Linked DNA regions of Sus scrofa: region 2 is linked to region 1. Evidence: chromatin contacts called from public Hi-C data. All regions are on one chromosome and are shown on one strand. The core of a region is the stretch at or near the end of the contact, and the rest is flanking DNA. Distances in the headings are between cores, read along the strand shown.

Region 1 (4,337 bases), core at 669-3,168:
CCATTTCTGCATGAGGTTGCTGCCTCTCTGCCATCCCTGACTGCAGCAGCAAACACCGTTTCCAGCTTATCTCCGCTCTTAGCACCTCTGCTTAAGTAATCCTCTGGTCATTATCTCTTTGTGACCTGAGCTTGGATAACATTTTGTTGAAATGATCACTATCTCTTGCTCCAGCTTGCAGCCCTGTCGAGGCGACAGTAGAAGGGTGTGAGTTCCTTTTGTGTGACACGGTGGTTTAGCAGATCTTGGTGTGCCAGGCAGGAACGCAGGCAGGCATGACTTGAGCCCTTTTGCTGTGTCGCTTTGGTGGAAGGGGGAAGACCATTTAGGGAACTGGCCCCAGGCTCAGGGATGCTCAGTCACACCCTCCATGTCAGCTTCTCCTGCTGTGGTTTGCAATGCCTTCGTGGAATTTTGGAGCTTCTGGACCTTCCCTGTGCAGTCCAGTAGCCACCAGCCACATGTGGCTCTTCAGATTGAAATTCTTTAAAATAAAGCTAAGCTCAGTCCCTCACTCACACAAGCCTTATGTCAGGGGGTCAGGAACCACATGTAGGTAGTGGTTGCCATATCGGACAGCGCCAGATCCAGTACGTGTCCAGATGCTGGTAGAGGAGAGATGAATTCCGTCCAGTGGTATGTGGACATCTTAAAGGGCTACACTCATTGCCAAGTCCTGCAGCGCACGTTATACACCCTTGGCTGCTCATTGAAGGGATGGGAAGACGAGTTAGATGAGTCTGTGCCTTCAGAGCCCTCCAGGCCAGCTGGGCCAGCAGCACATTGTCAGCCATCATCGTCGCACTGTAGGCTGTCACTTTGCTGAAAGGAGAAGAGAGTTTGGGGGACCGAGGGTCCTGAGAAGCCTGGTTATATGTCCTATAGCAGATCTTCCTGGTGTGCACCCCCATCAGGGAATTCTAGAGCCCCTAGACCTTCATAGGCCACCACACACACACGGCTCTTTAAATATCAGTTTGTTAAAACCGAATTGAAAATGTACTTCCCCAAGCCCTTTGGGTTTTATGTAATTTCTGGCCCTCCTCACCCCTAAACATTACCCATCAGTTCTTCCTGAAATTCCTCCGTGAGACCTAAAAAAATGTCATCATCCTGGGGCACTTTTTATTTTGCAGCAAAATGTTAAAAGTAGACAATAATGGTGATTCAAAGGCAGCTTCCTTGCCAGGGCTTTGCCAGGTGAGGCAGCCGGAGACGGCTCACGGAGTCAAGTTAGCGGCTGTGCTTTACAAGTGGGGTGAACAGTTGAAAAGGTGCAGCCCCTGTCACCTCCCTTAGGTAGGGGACCCCCTTCCTGCTGGCAGGAAGCCACCTTCTGCTGGGTCTTCAGAGGCTGCTGGCCTCTCTGAGAGTCGGGGCGGTGGAGGCAGTAGGGGGTGCGCCTCCACTGCCCAAGCCAAGAAGGGAAGGTTGGTCTGTACTCGGTGAAAAAACCATGGTAGTTTCTTCAGGGAGTACTGTCCCCACTTGGTATCTGTGGGGGCCTGATTCCAGGACCCTTGAAGATACCAGAGTCCACAGATGCTAAGGTCCCTTATGTAAAATGGCCAAGTACAGTTGGTCCTTTGTATCCAAGGATTTAATTCGATCCTACCTTGGTTGAATCTATAGATACTGAGGGTCGGCTACACTATTTGCACAAATGTTTAAGGAATGTTGGCTGTATTTTATACAGCAAATGAGTGTGTTAAGAGGCAAAAAGGAGTATCCTGTCAGGGAAATCAGATGAATAATGTCGCAGACAGCAAGGCTTTCCTTTGAGAAAGAAGAGTGAAGCATACCATTCTGTACCCATGTACACAAGAGGAGGAAAGAGAGAAAGGAGGAGAAGGAGTAGTTGGTTCCACGTTGGCTCTAAACCCAGCGGCGCAGCTCAGCCTCTCTGAACATCACCCGAGCAGATGAGTCACCGTGGTTTGTTCTGTATTTATAGCAGCACAGCCAAGTTTATGATGATAGTTACGAGGTACCCTTGGCAGTTTGCTTTGTGCCCGAGTCGACTGCCCTCTTGTCACTCTCTCAGTCATCCTGGGTTCCTTTCCTTGCTTCAGAGCCAAGGCCAAAATCTGCAGAGAGGAAATTTCCAAAAACAAGCAACCCACCACCCAGAAAAATCAGAAGGGGCAGGGTCCCAAAGGAAGCATGACTTTGCAGAGCAGAAGCTGGAGGAAAACAAGCTGTAGGGCGGATGAGGGCTGCGTCTGAAGAACTTCTCCTCCTCGGAGGGAGTGGCGGGGCTTGGTGCCATCGTGATGCCTTTGCTATTTGCTTTCCTCTTTCTTTAGAGCCTGCCTTGTTCCAAGGACACAGGCAGCTGTCGGTGTTTATTTCCAAACTTCTCTACACACGACAGTGTGAATACATGTCATGCTACTGAATGGTACCTTAAACATGGTTACGATGGTAAATTTTACATTATGTATAGTTTACCACTATTTTTTTAAAAAAAATTTAATAGCTTCCGTGCACTGGAAGGAACTTTGGGAATCCCCCTCTTCAACTGCATCACCAGTGTCAGAATTCCCTTAGCCTTGTCACCAGTCCCCCTGCTGGTGGCTAAACTGGCTCCTCGGAGGAGACCAGCAGTGACCAGGTTTCATTACAAGTTTTTGTGTTCATTCTTCCTGCACCTTGCCTGTCCTTCGCTTGGTCTCCGGCCACTTGTCTTGGACACCTAACAAATACCTTAAACCCAGCCTGGCCCGATCTCAACTCATCATCTTCACATCCAGCCTGTGGCTCCTCCTGTGTCCTGGTGAGCACAGCCGCATTTCAGAACCACCCAGTTGGCACCTGTTGGCACTTGAGGCATCCCCGACTCCCCCTCTTCTTCCACCTTCCTTAGCTGCTTTCTCACCTTGTTGATTCTCTCTCCCAAACAAGCTCTTGCAGGGACAGCTGCAGTGGTGTCCTGAGTGTCCTCCTGTCTTTTGTTTTTTGTTTTGTTTTATTTAGGGCTGCACCCGCGGCATATGGAGGGTCCCACGCTGGGGGTTGAATCAGAGCTAGAGCTGCTGGCCTACACCACAGCCATAGCAACACAGGATCCAAGCTGCATCTGTGAACCTACACCACAGCTCACAGCAACGCTGGATCCTTAACCCACTGAGCAAGGCCAGGGATCGAACCCACATCCTCATGGATTCATTAACTGCTGAGGCACGAAGGGAACTCCCTGTCCTCCTGTCTTTGGTCTCTGTTCCTTCCAGACCACCCTTAACAAGAGTAACAGGCTTATCTTTCTGAAATCCATACCCATCATCACTCCCTTGCTTAAAATGCCTTTTCTGTGCTTTTTCAAGGTTTCTTGCCTCTGTCCATGACACTGTTTTGGTTTTTCATTGTTAGAATTTTGCCAAAAATACTTTCTTCTTCCCTTTTGACTACCTGTTTAAACTTCTACTGATTTATCTTTCAAACTCAAGTGTCTCCTCCTCTGTGAAGCCTCTCCTAGCCTCTCACCATACCCCAGACATCTGAGCATCTCCAATACAGCATGATGATGGTACCTGATGACTTTTATACCCTAAACTAGACAGCAAGCTCGTTGAAGGCAGGGAGAGTCCCTTATTCACTTCTCCTCCTCCCAGAACCTGGCACTTGGCGCTTAGTAGATATTCTGTGACAGCTCAACTGGATGGACAGGCAGATGGATAGATGGGCATGTGAAGTAGGATGCAGCCCTCAGATAAAGTACAAACAAGGTCCCAAGTTATCCCAGAGGGTGCGCCTGCCCCGTGACTCCCTGGCAGGTACCCATGTCACAGGAGCACCATTGCACGGTGTCTGTCTCATCTGCACGTGGTCCTCTGTGAGCCGGGCCCCATGGTAGGTGCTGCTGCAGGACATGTGTCCATAAGAAACTCTCATCAGAGATGTCAAGCAAGAATTGACGAAACTTTAGCAAGTGCTCTCTTGCCATTGAGGTATCTTAACGTCTGAGGGGCCGCCCGGGGGCCAGATGGATGACACATGATTCCATTCGTGATGAGACAGAGAGGCAGAAAGCAGCCTTTCTGACCCACATTCCCTCAGCCACCTCCGCAACTTGCTGAGTTAAGTTTTGATCTCAGGCCCTTGGCATTTATGGCAGAGATAAGACCATCACCTGCAGAACGTCTCCTCATCATAAAAACCCATACTACGAAGACACAATCCTTTCATAAGGATCCACGTCACCTGTCTGGCTGCGTGTTAAGTGCACTAGGAGAGGAATAGCCAGAGGACTGGGCTTGAGAAGCTCACAGACTCAAGAGAGAAATGCCACCTGGAATGGCCCCTGTTCTGTCGCCAGCATGACAAGTGCCTCTTCACGG
Region 2 (4,337 bases), core at 1,139-3,638, 100 kb before region 1:
TCACCATTTGTTTCAAACATCAGCGGCCTCTCCTTCTCGACAGTTAACCCAACTTGATAGTGCTCTAACTGGACAGTAGAGGGCGCTAAAAGACTGTGCTTGATACAAACTGCCGTGGCCTTTGCAACCCTTTCCCAAACACCATGCAGTCTCTGGAAGATGAGGAAGGAAATATGGGTGAAGCCAATGAGGGAAAGAGATGTGGCTAGGATCACGCAGCAGAACAAGCCCATTCCACAGGCCCATGCAGTTTATTCTATGATGTTCTAAATTTTCCCAAAATTTGCAATTTGTATAATTTAAGAATGCTTCTAGAAACATCTTTTGGGGATTTTTTGCCATGATGTAGAGGCATATTTCAGTTTATAAACCTCTTACAATACGATTATATAAATGTTTTTTCTTTATTCCTAAATCTGAGGCTGGTGTCATGTTCCCTGGAGAAGTACAATGGTCAGAGCATGTGTGGCCTCTGGAATAAATCTGGGTTTGTTGTGAGTTCTGCCTTCTTACTGGTCTGACCCTGGATGCATTGATTGATTGATTGTCTTTTTAGGGCTGCACTGGCTGCATACGAAGTTCCCAGGCTAGGGGTCAAATCAGAGCTGTAGCTACCAGCCAACACCACAGCCACAGCAACACCAGATTGGAGCCATGTCCAAGACCTACACCACAGATCACGCAACGCCAGATCCTCAACCCACTGAGCAAGGCCAGGGATTGAACTCACGCCCTCATGGATACCATTTGGGTTTGTTACCACTGAGCAAAGATGGGAACTCCCTGGATGCATTTCTTAACCACTTCCAGGCTCTGGATCCTAATCTGCCAAAACGGGCCATGATTACACACAAAACTGTTGTTGGGATTAAGGGAGTTAATGCAAATAAAGTGCTCTGCACGATTCTGGGTGAGGAGCCCTTGCTCCATGGACACAAGCTCTTATTCATAACCTCTTGACTGGGCAGCGTGGGGCAGCCACTCTGTACTGTGCCCCTGTGCGTGAGCAGCCCAGCCATGTATCCTCTAGCCCTCGGCATCAACAGGCTTATTTGGTTTCGAGACCCCCTTCTATCCTGTTTATGGGCTGTGTGATTGTGAGCAAGTCCCTTCACTGCCCTGGGCCACAGTTTCCTCATTCTTCAAATCGCTGATACTATCGCTATGATTATTACTTCTCCTAGTACAGCAAGAATTCCTTTTAGGTCAAGTCAACAAGGATTTTCTGATGCCCTGTTAGGCCCAAGGCCCAGTGCAGGGTCCTGGAGAGAAAGACAAATCAATGAAAGCCATGTACTTGAGGATTAGTAGTCAAGTAAGGGAGACAGGCTGGTGGTCACACAAATGTACCAGAGGCGACGGTGAATAAAGAGAACGAGCACTAGGTAGGGGGTTCCGGGAAGCCTTCCTGAAGGAGGTGAAATCTCAGTTGGCTTTTGAAGGATGAAGAGGAGTTTGCCAGACTCATCTCCCTTTAAAGTCAGTGGAGATAGTTTGTGGAATTAGGCGTCCCAAATTGGGGGGCAGGGGTGGGGGGTGTCTGTTGTACGTACAAGCCAGAGCTTTTCTTTTGTCTTAACTCATGGACCTCAGACCCAATACTCCACCCGGTCACCCTCATTTCTTCTAAGACCCCCTTCTGGGGGTGGCAGGGGATCCTTGGCAGGCTGCTGAATTAAACCTGCTTTAGGAGGGAAAGTGCCCATGAGACTTCCCTGGTGGCCTAGCAATTAAGGATCCAGCCTTGTCACTGCTATAGCTTGGGTCACCTCTGTGGCTTGGGCTTGATCCCTGGCCTGGGAGTGTCCATGCTGTGGGTGCAGTGGATAGAGAGAAAGAAAGGAAGAAAGGAAGAAAGAAAGAAAGAAAGAAAGAGAAAAAGAAAGAAAGAAAGAAAGAAAGAAAGAAAAAGAAAAAGAAGGAAGGAAGGAAAGAAAGAAAAAAGAAAAGAGAGGAATAAAGAAGGGAAGGAAAGAAGGAAGGAGGGAAAAAGAAAAGAAGGAAAGAGCCCCTATCAGGCAGTTTGGAAAAGATGGGAGAGCCCCCCCCCCCAGAGCATACAGATCACCTGGAAGCAGAGGCACCCTGACCAGCACCCATCCCCGGGGAATATGGCACATCTTAAGACTAAAGCATCTATCCCTCTGCCTTCCAGCAGAGCAGGTGTGAAGATCCAGCCTCTGTTCCTCCTTTCAGCAGCCACTCACATCTTCGTGATTCTATCTCTTCCTGAATTGTTCTTTTCTCATCCTTTCGCTGCCCACCCAAAGCCCACGTGTCACCACCTCTCCTGGGAAGCCTCTTGTTACCTGCCACTCCTGGCATAGTAGTTTCCCCCTGCCCTTCCAATGTCACCCCCAGTTATGCCACCATCACCCTGCATTCTGGGGCTCTACCTCCCGTTAGGCTGTGAGCTCTCTGCAGGCAGGTCCTGGGCCTGAGTCACTTTCTGTAGCCTCAGTTCCTGGCACAGAGCTGGACTCAGAGGACCTCGCTCGGTAAATGTTTGCTGAATTGAACTGAACTGAACTGAACTGGGCCCAGAATTCCTGCCTCTTTCCAGTCAATGTTTGTGTTTTTGTTTTCCTGCCTTGGCAGGAAGCAGAGAGCACACGCAAAGAGGTAACTGAAGAGCATGTAATGAGAAGATTGTTTCGAGGTCTGGGTGAGGTGAAGGCAAATGATGATGGCGAAGCACCCAGAGGCTAGGTGCTTGGGAAGTTGTTACTGGGCCAGGGCCTGACGGGGTGAAGGAAGGGAGCTGGTGCAGCCCTTGGCCAGAGCTGCAGCCAGCAGGGAGGGGCTGCCCAGCAAGAGCTGCGGAGGCGGCCCCTGCCAAACCACAGCTTGGAAGAGAGAAAAGACTGGGGAAATCAACGCCCACCTTGCTCCTGCCACCCATCTCCTGCTGCTGCCCTCCACTGGTCAAACCCAAGCGGAAGCCAGAGGCCAAAGGAGCCGGGGGGGGGGGGGGGGGGGGGGGGGGGGGGGGGGGGGGAGAAGAGGAGAAGGGGGGTGCGGGCCAAGGAAGGCAGCTTCCCTGGTGCCAGAACAGAGTGAATGAAAGTACGGAGCAGATCTGGATGGGGAAACGGGGAATATCCAGCCCAAGTGGTTTTCCCCCCAGATTTCATCCACGTTGCATCCGCATCAGAACCACTTCAAGAGTTTGTTTCAGAAGCCGATTGCCAGGCTCCAGCCCAGACCTCCTAAATCAAAATCTCTATCTAGGAGGCACGGGAATCTGCAGTTTCAGGAAGTCCCCAGAGTGATTCTAGAAATCACCTGGGGATCTCTGGGAAGTGTGGAATTATGGGAAAGCTGATTTGGTTAATTCAGAACGTGAACCTGCAGAGTCACCACAGGCAGAGGGCTTAATGATGTTGGTTCTCCACCTGTGAGTTCCAAAGGACCAGGGTACCTCATTCATTCATTCATTCATTCATTCATCCAGGATGCCTAGCGTGTGCTAATCTCCCAGCGCCGTGGAGAGTTCTGGCAACACAAAAGTGAACCAGGATGTTTCCCACAGGGACATCCTAGATAAGCTCTTCCCCGGCCATGTCGGCATTCTTCTGGGGCTCCAAAAACATGCCTCCCACGTGAGGCTGGCTCCTCAGCATTTCTGCAAACACCAGCTCAAGCACCAGGCCACATAGCAAACCAAACCCATGATTTCAACACCCTCACAAATGCATCTCTCTCCTGAGTCGGGGTGTATAGCTGCCTATGAACCATACGCCTGATGCCCCCACACTGCCCCCTGGTCCACACAGTCCTAAGGGGACTCATCTTCCAGCCCCATCCCCACCCCAAAGCTCCCAACCTCCGTGGGAGGTGCCATCATCCACCCTGTTGTCTAACCTGGGGTCATTCTCGACCCCTTCCCCCACCCCACCCTGCCCCCACTCCCCCACACCCATCACCAGGCCTGTCTGTTCAGCCTCCTGACTCTCCCACCCCCTTCCTTCTCTAGATTTCTGCCAGCCCTTCAGGTCACCTCCATTCCCCGCCTTCATTTACTCAACGATCCAATAAGCTTCCTTGTCCCTTCCTAAGGCCTTGTTGCCAGAGGGGTCTTTTAAATATGCAAGATCCAAACATGTCACACCCCCATTTGAAATCTCCAATGCTTCCTTCCCAGGGCCCTCGGGGCCCAGACTCCTCACTGTAACACACAAGGCTCTTCGGGTGAGGCCAGGCTGAGTTTCTATCTTATCCCCCCTCCCCCACCCCACCCCACATGCCCTAATGAGCCTCATCATAGATTTTTTTTTTTCTTTTTTGCTTTTTAGGGCCGCACCTGCGGCATATGGAGGTTCCCAGACTAGGGGTCT

What was found. Hi-C and Micro-C count contacts between places; a contact is called where the count stands out from the background.
Region 2: a Hi-C map of omental adipose tissue shows a contact between it and region 1, with 1.6 times the contacts expected there. The contact joins two enhancer-like sites. A contact is called at or near these places in 10 of 47 Hi-C or Micro-C datasets (adipose tissue, embryonic fibroblasts, epiblast stem cells and 6 more).

What each region holds. Positions count from the first base shown.
Region 1 is chr1:250,456,647-250,460,983 of Sscrofa11.1, reverse strand. The region is part of intron 14 of PTPN3 (tyrosine-protein phosphatase non-receptor type 3); the gene reads left to right. Among named protein-coding and RNA genes, the nearest start is that of EPB41L4B, 90 kb to the right of the region's middle. Within about 2 kb of position 1,918, at least 7 of the 83 cell types and tissues checked have an H3K27ac peak or open chromatin away from gene starts, as enhancers often do. A contact at or near this core is called in omental adipose tissue, where this site is marked.
Region 2 is chr1:250,559,127-250,563,463 of Sscrofa11.1, reverse strand. The region is part of intron 1 of PTPN3 (tyrosine-protein phosphatase non-receptor type 3); the gene reads left to right. Among named protein-coding and RNA genes, the nearest start is that of PTPN3, 22 kb to the left of the region's middle. Within about 2 kb of position 2,388, at least 6 of the 83 cell types and tissues checked have an H3K27ac peak or open chromatin away from gene starts, as enhancers often do. A contact at or near this core is called in omental adipose tissue, where this site is marked.